Linked DNA regions of Mus musculus: region 2 is linked to region 1. The links are chromatin contacts, called in public HiChIP or PLAC-seq maps. All regions are on one chromosome and are shown on one strand. The core of a region is the stretch at or near the end of the contact, and the rest is flanking DNA. Distances in the headings are between cores, read along the strand shown.

Region 1 (3,751 bases), core at 817-3,316:
TTCTCACTCTTTTTCATTCTCTCCCTTCTCTCCCTTCTCCCCCTCCCCCTCTCCCTCCCCCTCTCCCTTCCCCTCCCTCCCCCCCTCCGTTCTCCTTCTTCCTCCCCTTCTCTCAGATACAGATCGTGTGGACTGTGTGGATTTTTCCTTTTTTTCAGTTTTTATTTTTTATTTCATATGTCTCTCTCTCTCTCTCTCTCTCTCTCTCTCTCTCTCTCTCTGTGTGTGTGTGTGTGTGTGTGTGTGTGTGTGTGTGTGTGTACACGTGCATGTGCACACACAAGTTTTCCTTGGAGGCCAGAAGATCACATAAGATTGCCTGGAACTGGAGTTACAAGTGGCTGGTGGTTGTGAGATGCCTGCCTGATTTGAGTGTTGGAAACTGAATTCAGGTCCTCTATAGAGCGGTACGTGCTCATGCACTCAACCCCCAAGCTACATTTCCACTCCCAGAATCATGTGTCACCATCATCATCAATACCCTTTTCTTTTTTTATCTTTAGACTAAAAGTTCCCTAAAGGATGGGCCTGTCAAGATTGGCTCTGATTAACATTAAATTTAGGAAGCACACACACACAAAAACCCTGCCAACAAAAAGTTGTTTGGCTGACCAGGCTCCAAGTTTACCTACTCATAGGCTGACCACAGGTTTCTCTGTACAGTCCTGGGTTGCTGTTTTCTGCCCTGTAAAAGAGTGGCCATGTTTATTACAGAGCGATCCACAATAGCTAAACTATGAAATTAGCCTTTGGAGCTCATCAGAGAATGTGGGGATCAGATTTGGTACATAGACACAGGGGACTTTTTGCTCAGCCACAAAGAAGAATGAAATTTTCTCATTAGCAGGAAAATGGATGGAACTGAAGGTTCATGCTACATGAAATAAGCAAGACCTGCAGAGACAAATACCACAGGTTTTCCTCCTGTGCTTGGAATCTGGGAAACGAAAACAAAATGGATAAGAAACTACAGAAAGAAATACTAGGGAATAAAATGCTTCCTTGTTTTCAGTTTTTATTTTTAATTTCATAAGTCTGCGTGCATGTTTTCCTTGGAGGCCAAAAGAGGGCATCAGATCCCCTGGAGCTGGAGTGGTTGGTGGTTGTAAGAGAGAGGGAAGCAAGTAATGATGTCAGTAGAAGGATGGCTACAGAGATAATTCAAAATTCAAGCCCATGTATGTGTAAATAACATTATGTAGTCTCTTAAGAGATAGAGGGAGGGAGAGAGAGAGGGAGAGAGAGAGAGAGAGAGAGAGAGAGAGAGAGAGAGAGAGAGAGAGAGAATGAGCAATATTCGATATGACTTTGAAGCTATCTACTACATTTCTTGGCCAGAACCTTAGGTACCACATACCTATTAGTTCTCTATTTTCATTTTGGGGATAGAATTCTCAGCTTCTGTTGCTGCCCAGCAAGGTCCTAAACCTATGACTTCAAAAGACCCTCATCCCTCATCCCTCATCCCTCATCCCTCATCCCTCATCCTTCATCCCTCATCCCTCATCTACTCCCAAGGACTCCTGGGATCATGAGTATAAGCAGATGCCTCCAGTTTGTCCTGTAACCTGACTTGAGGGATATTATGTTCATTCTCCTTAGCTGTGCCATGCTTTAAAAATGAGCTGGGAATATTTCTCAGTCTGTCACCTGAATTACAGTAACTCCTCATCCAGGGATGCCGTGCTTCCCCAAACATAAGCACTAATTACAGCCAGCTCCAAGGTACACATCCCATTACCCTTCCCTGCTCTCTAAGCCACTGGTATCCCTCTGCAAACAGGATCCAAAGAGCAGGAATTAGCTATGGAAAGCAGAAGGTAGACACTGGCGAGGGCTGAGGGCTGTAGAGCTCAGGAAGGAAGGAGTGAGCCGCTGACCTTTTCGGACACAATAGATGCAGATTGATGCCTTCAGTGTTTTTCCTTCCTAAGTCCGTATTTACTAGAAGTTGTTCTCGGGCCATGATTAGACACACTGCTCGCAGTTCCTCCCAGTTAACAAGCCCAGCAATCAGTTCTTAAGAGAATCTGATTGCCACATTGTGAAGGCCTGAATCCTCCAGATGGCTGCTCGCTGATACTTGGGTTCTCTCCAGGTCCGAGCCAGCTCTCCTTGCTCGCCCACAGCAGTGTGTGCTAGGCTCGCCCAGCAATATTGGTAAGCACCCTTTGTCTAGCAGTTGCTACAATCTGCAGTCTATGTTTCTTGCCTCCAGTGAACAACACAGGGGCGTTCTCAGATGTCGACTCCACTGTTCACATACATTTCAGTTTCCTCTGAGCTGTCACCAACCTACTCAATAAGCTCTTTCATATAAGTCAACAGCAAGAAAATCATCCTTGTTAGACCCTAAGAGTCCCAAATGCGGCATCTTTTCTTCTAGTCCGGGGACTGAGAGCTTCTTGTGAGTCGTTATTACTGCTTTATTTAAACTACCATCATCATGATTAGAGTGTCAGTGCAGAGAGGAGAGAGAAAAATACCTAGGAACTGCCATTGGTGAGGCTTAGAGTTGTAGAGGAGAGAACTGTTGTTGGGCTTTTAGTGAAAATCACTGTTTTTTCTGATCTCAGCAGGGACAAAAATAATATCAGAAACCACAGTGTCTGTACTTTGAATGCAATCATGCATCCTATTATGAAACCAAAAATGGACAGCGCCAACATTCTACCCCAGAACCTTAGATCCACGGGGGTCAATGAGACCCCATCCCCTCCCTTCAGCTTCTTCCACTTTATGATGGGATTGGCTTCTCCTTTGGGTTTTATAAAGCATCTCTTTATTTTAATGTTTTACCAGGGTCTAGAGAGATGGCCCAGCATATAGGACTGCCCACTGCTGTTGCAGAGCACCCAAGTTCTGTTCCCAGTACTCATATCAAGTGGCTCACAGCTACCTCTAATTCTAATTCCAGAGTATCATATGGATGCTGTCTTCTGACCTCTGCAAGTACCATTCAGTCACACACACACACACACACACACACACACACACACACACGCACACAATAAAAAGTTAAATCTTCTTTGAAAGGAGTATGGGGACCTGAGTTTATGTATGAGGACCAAGCACACATACGTGTCCATGAAGACCAGAAAAGAACATTGTATCCCCTGGAGCTAGAGCTATAGACAGTTGTGAGCTCCCCCATGCATGCTGGGAAACAAACCCATATGCTTTATGAAAGCTTCCAGTGTTCTTGAAAGATAAGCAACCTCTCCAGTCCCCAAAAATAAATCTTTAAAAAAATTATTAGTCTATATTCATTATACAAAGCAGTGAGCTTCATAATGACATTTACAGTCAAAATTACCTCCTTTTTTTAACATTTTCTTTAAAAAAAAGGCCCATCTGCACTGGATTTCCGGTTCCAAACATTACAGAATTGCTTAGTACATCCTCAGACCATTTCTGTAACACAATCTAAGCTACCCGCCAAGGAAGGAAGCTTTGATTCACTCTGAAAACCAACCTTTGCCCACAGCAGTAAGTCAGGACGGATCCTTAGGTCCTGAACTGGGCATTCACATCACCTGACATGAATCTGCGTGTGAACACAGTCAAAAGAGAATAGCCTCAGATCTGGTGTTATTACCAGGTCACCAAAAAAAGCTCAATTAAAGGTGACTTCTCCTTCCTCTATAAAGAGACGAACGTGAGCAAAATGCGCTTCAAACATTGTAAATTTCTGTGGAGGAGCACAATTCCTCCATCATTCACTGGAACCCTCCTCACATACAGAGATGAG
Region 2 (3,751 bases), core at 648-3,147, 460 kb before region 1:
TTGGAGCTAGTGCCTATGGCCTTTTTGAAGTCAGATCTGGTCCTTAAATGGAGACAAATAGGGTTTATGCCTTCGTTTCACCTGAATCCCAGTATAAGGTTTGAGAAATACATCATTTAGACCCAAGTTACCAAGTGAAGAATGCAAGGTGGAATATCCTATAAAGGCAAGAGGTTCTGTGTGAGGTTACTGGGACAGGTACATGGTCCTAGCTAGGAAGAGGAGGGAGTGGAGAGCCAGTTGTAGCTAGAGACATGACAGGAGTAAGCCGCTATAGGCCTTGGTGAGGACTCAGAGTTTCAGCTCTTCTGTGTTGGTGTATATGAGAAACGTCAGCCCTATTCTCAGAAATCTGAATGGTTGGTCTTCAGTCGATGGCATGTGTGGCGGTTTAAATGAGAATAGTTTCCATAGGTCCATGCGGTTAAATGCTTGGTCCCCAGTTGCTGGAACTGTTTGAAAAGGATTAAGAGGTGTGGCCTTGCTAAAGGAAGTATGTCACTGAAGGTGGGGTTAAGGGTTTAAAGCTTTGTCACTTCCAAATTGCTCTCTGCTTCATGCTTATGGTTCCAAATGTAAGATCTCAGCTTTCCTGCTCCTGTTACCATGCCTACATCCCATGGCCATGTCTCTGAACCATGATAGACTCTGATACCCTGGAGTCATAAACCAAAACAATCTCTTCTTTCTGTAAGTTGCCTTGGTCATACGGTTTCATCACAGCAGCAGAAAATTAACTAAAAATTCTGCTACTCTCCTTCTTATCTATTGAGGCTTGGGGCCCATGTTAATGGTCCTGGGTACCTCCTGCTCAGTTGTTAAGAAGACACTGAAGGTTGTCCCCACAGAAAGTTTCTGCTTTGATCCACCTCCTGTCAAATGGCTAGTGCAGATTTATCTTCCCAGCATTTCAGAGCTCTTGTCTTCATAGAGAAAAATTAGGCTGCACTCCACAAATGCACAAAGCTGAACCCATTTCACTATTTCACTCCTCCTCATTCCCTAGACCAAATATTGCCATTTCCTCAATAGAACTACTTAATTTTTATTGTTTCAGATAAACAGCAGTGGATATAAGAGGTGCAGAAGTTTAAAAAGACATAATTCCTTAGGGAGTTTGTGTTTTAATAGAGAGATGGGCAATAAACGTATAAGTGTCAAGACAATGATCTCATTATTATTTTGAGAAGTATGATAAAGATGCTAACACAGTTCTGAAGGTCTAGAATGGTCAGCTTTGATACATGCTACTGAAAACATGATAGGGGTGGATTTGAGAACTGGAAATATAGCTCAGTGCTAGAGTACTTGACTATGGTGTATAAGGCCCTGTATTCAAGTTCAAGCACAAAAACCAAAATATGTATATGAGGTAAGAAGACTAAAGAGACACAATAATGTTGGATTAAGGCTTGAACTTGTAGGGATTAGAAAAAAGAGAGTACAGCTGGCCTTGGATTTTATGGTGATGGAGAAAAAGAAGTTAGAGTCACAAGGAAAGGCTCTGTTTGATAGCAGGCAGAGATTGAAAAGTAAATTCTTAAGATTCCTGATGTCCCATCAATGCTGCTAAAGGCCACCTGGGAATGGAAGGCTGATTACCTGAAAGACCAGTGGGGAGGAATCTGAGAAACAATTCATCACTGCAGCACAGCTTTGATGCTCTTCCCTGTCAGCTATGGGAACACAGTGAGCACACCATTCACTGGAGATTGAGGAATGCTATATTCCTAGACATTCTGTGCTAGTTATCCCAACGGGAGCAAGATTCCAAAAGCTGATCAAAAAGAAATGTGCATTTAAAAATATAGGGATAAACTGCATGAGCAGCTGGAGAGAAAGTTTGAGTTTCCATGGAAACCTCTCCTAAAATGTCTCCCTCCAGCAGTGGAGCCAACTTCCCAAATGCTGAGGAGGAGAAAGAGTGTATGGGCCAAGGGCCAAGTAAGTCCCCAATGGGCTATCACACAGGGTGCCACAAGGATGCCATCGTGAGAAGTCCATGATGGGGAAGGGTGTGTCTGTCTGACATTTCTCTCTTCAGGTGATTAGATGAGTAGAGATGAGGCAATAACCAGCACCAGGGGTCCAAGGCAAGGATGACCAAGGTGAAATTGCATTCAACAGCAAACTAAACTAGGCAGGCTGGGGAAACAGCTCAGTTGGCAACGTTCTTACAGTTGCTAGGAGCCATGTAAAAAGCTGAGCAAGGTATGTGTTTTTAATCCAAGAGTTGGAATAGCAGGCCTGGTAGGTCTCTGGAGCTTGCAGACCAGCAACTCCAGTCTGCATTAGCAAGTTCTGTATATTTTCTTTGAGACCCTGCCTCAAAACGAACAAACAAACAAACAAAACAGACAAGCTGAACAGCTCCTAAGGAACACCACTAGAGGTTGACTTCTGGCTTACACACACACACACACACACACACACACACAGATTGAGAGAGAGAGAGAGAGAGAGAGAGAGAGAGAGAGAGAGAGAGAGAGAGAGAGAGAGACAGAGAGAGAGACAGAGACAGAGAGACAGAGAGAGACAGAGAGAGACAGAGACAGACAGAGACAGACAGAGACAGAGACAGAGACAGAGACAGAGACAGAGGAATTAAAAGAGGAGCCATCCTTAGAGCTTTAAAAAGTACTGATATACGACTTGGTGTAAACAGTGTGCTTGGAGCCTATCTGGATTAAAGCCCTCCCTAACTCTTCATCGTCTTCTTTGGCATCATAAGATCACGTGTTCCCTCATGCTCAGTTTCCCTGTCCTCTCTGCATCATAAACATCAAGATGATTCTTTCGGAGGATTTGTTCTCCTTTCCCTGTTTTTCCTTTGCATAGGTACCTGTGTGTTTCTGACAGCTGTGTAGATGGCTCCTCCTCTTTCATCTGCCAGGACCATTACTTACTCTCTGGATCCCATGCCTTACTCTGTCTCTCCTACCCCTGATTATCTTTCTTCAGCCACCTGGTTAGCTCACCCAGACCATCTACTACATGCCACTTTTATTTATTGGTGGTCTGTTGACAGGCTTCCTGAGAACTTAAGCTCCTGGAGAGCCAAGGGAGCCAGCCTGTGCAGAGCCTCACATCTGAGAAAGGCAGCCAGAACAGGGAAAACACTCAAGTGGTGTTGAATGGATGGTCCTGGTTCCTGTGTTAGAGCCATTATTGAACTGACAATAGGACCCACACTTGACATAGGCTGTTATAATGACCTAGGAGATAGTCAACTGAACTTCACAGCATCAGGAAGAATTATTACAATCCACTAATAACAGTCACAGAAAAAAAATATTAAAATCAACAGTAAAGGATTCTGTTTTACAGATAATTTCTTCATGGCAAGCTCTAATAGGTGTTTTGCCTCCCTTATTTTTCTGTAAAGTGCTCTCTAAATTAAACCATTTGAACTCAATCTTCTGTTAAGGAAACAGGCTCAGAGAGGCTAAGCTTGTAGAATTGAACTCAAAACTAAATTTGAGCTAATTCTTAGCTCTAAGTAAGAGAGTGCAATTTTTGGTATAATTATAAAACTTTGGAGATGAGACATGACAGTTTCTAAAAAGAGGAGTGGGTAGTTGATAAAATGCAAATGTGCTTTTGGCAATACTGGTGGGCTAGACTTGTGTGGTAGGTCCAAGATTAGCATTAGATTTCTTCCTCCCTTTCTCCCCACTTTATTTTGTGAGGAACATCTCTTTCTGAGCTTAGGGAACACTGATTGACAATCCTGGCTGGTCAGTCTGTATCT

The links. HiChIP or PLAC-seq counts read pairs in DNA pulled down with a chosen protein or histone mark.
Region 2: a contact with region 1 is called in an H3K27ac HiChIP or PLAC-seq map of SST interneurons, with 5 times the contacts expected there. The contact joins two enhancer-like sites. A contact is called at or near these places in 4 of 484 Hi-C or Micro-C datasets (cortical neurons and neurons) and 1 of 115 datasets of contacts at active chromatin or transcription factors (SST interneurons).

The regions. Positions count from the first base shown.
Region 1 is chr11:56,168,121-56,171,871 of GRCm38.p6, reverse strand. No RefSeq gene overlaps it. Among named protein-coding and RNA genes, the nearest start is that of Gm46260, 50 kb to the right of the region's middle. Within about 2 kb of position 2,066, at least 23 of the 459 cell types and tissues checked have an H3K27ac peak or open chromatin away from gene starts, as enhancers often do. A contact at or near this core is called in SST interneurons, where this site is marked.
Region 2 is chr11:56,631,772-56,635,522 of GRCm38.p6, reverse strand. All of the region lies in intron 5 of Gm46261 (a long non-coding RNA gene), which reads left to right. Among named protein-coding and RNA genes, the nearest start is that of Gm32649, 10 kb to the right of the region's middle. Within about 2 kb of position 1,897, at least 1 of the 459 cell types and tissues checked has an H3K27ac peak or open chromatin away from gene starts, as enhancers often do. A contact at or near this core is called in SST interneurons, where this site is marked.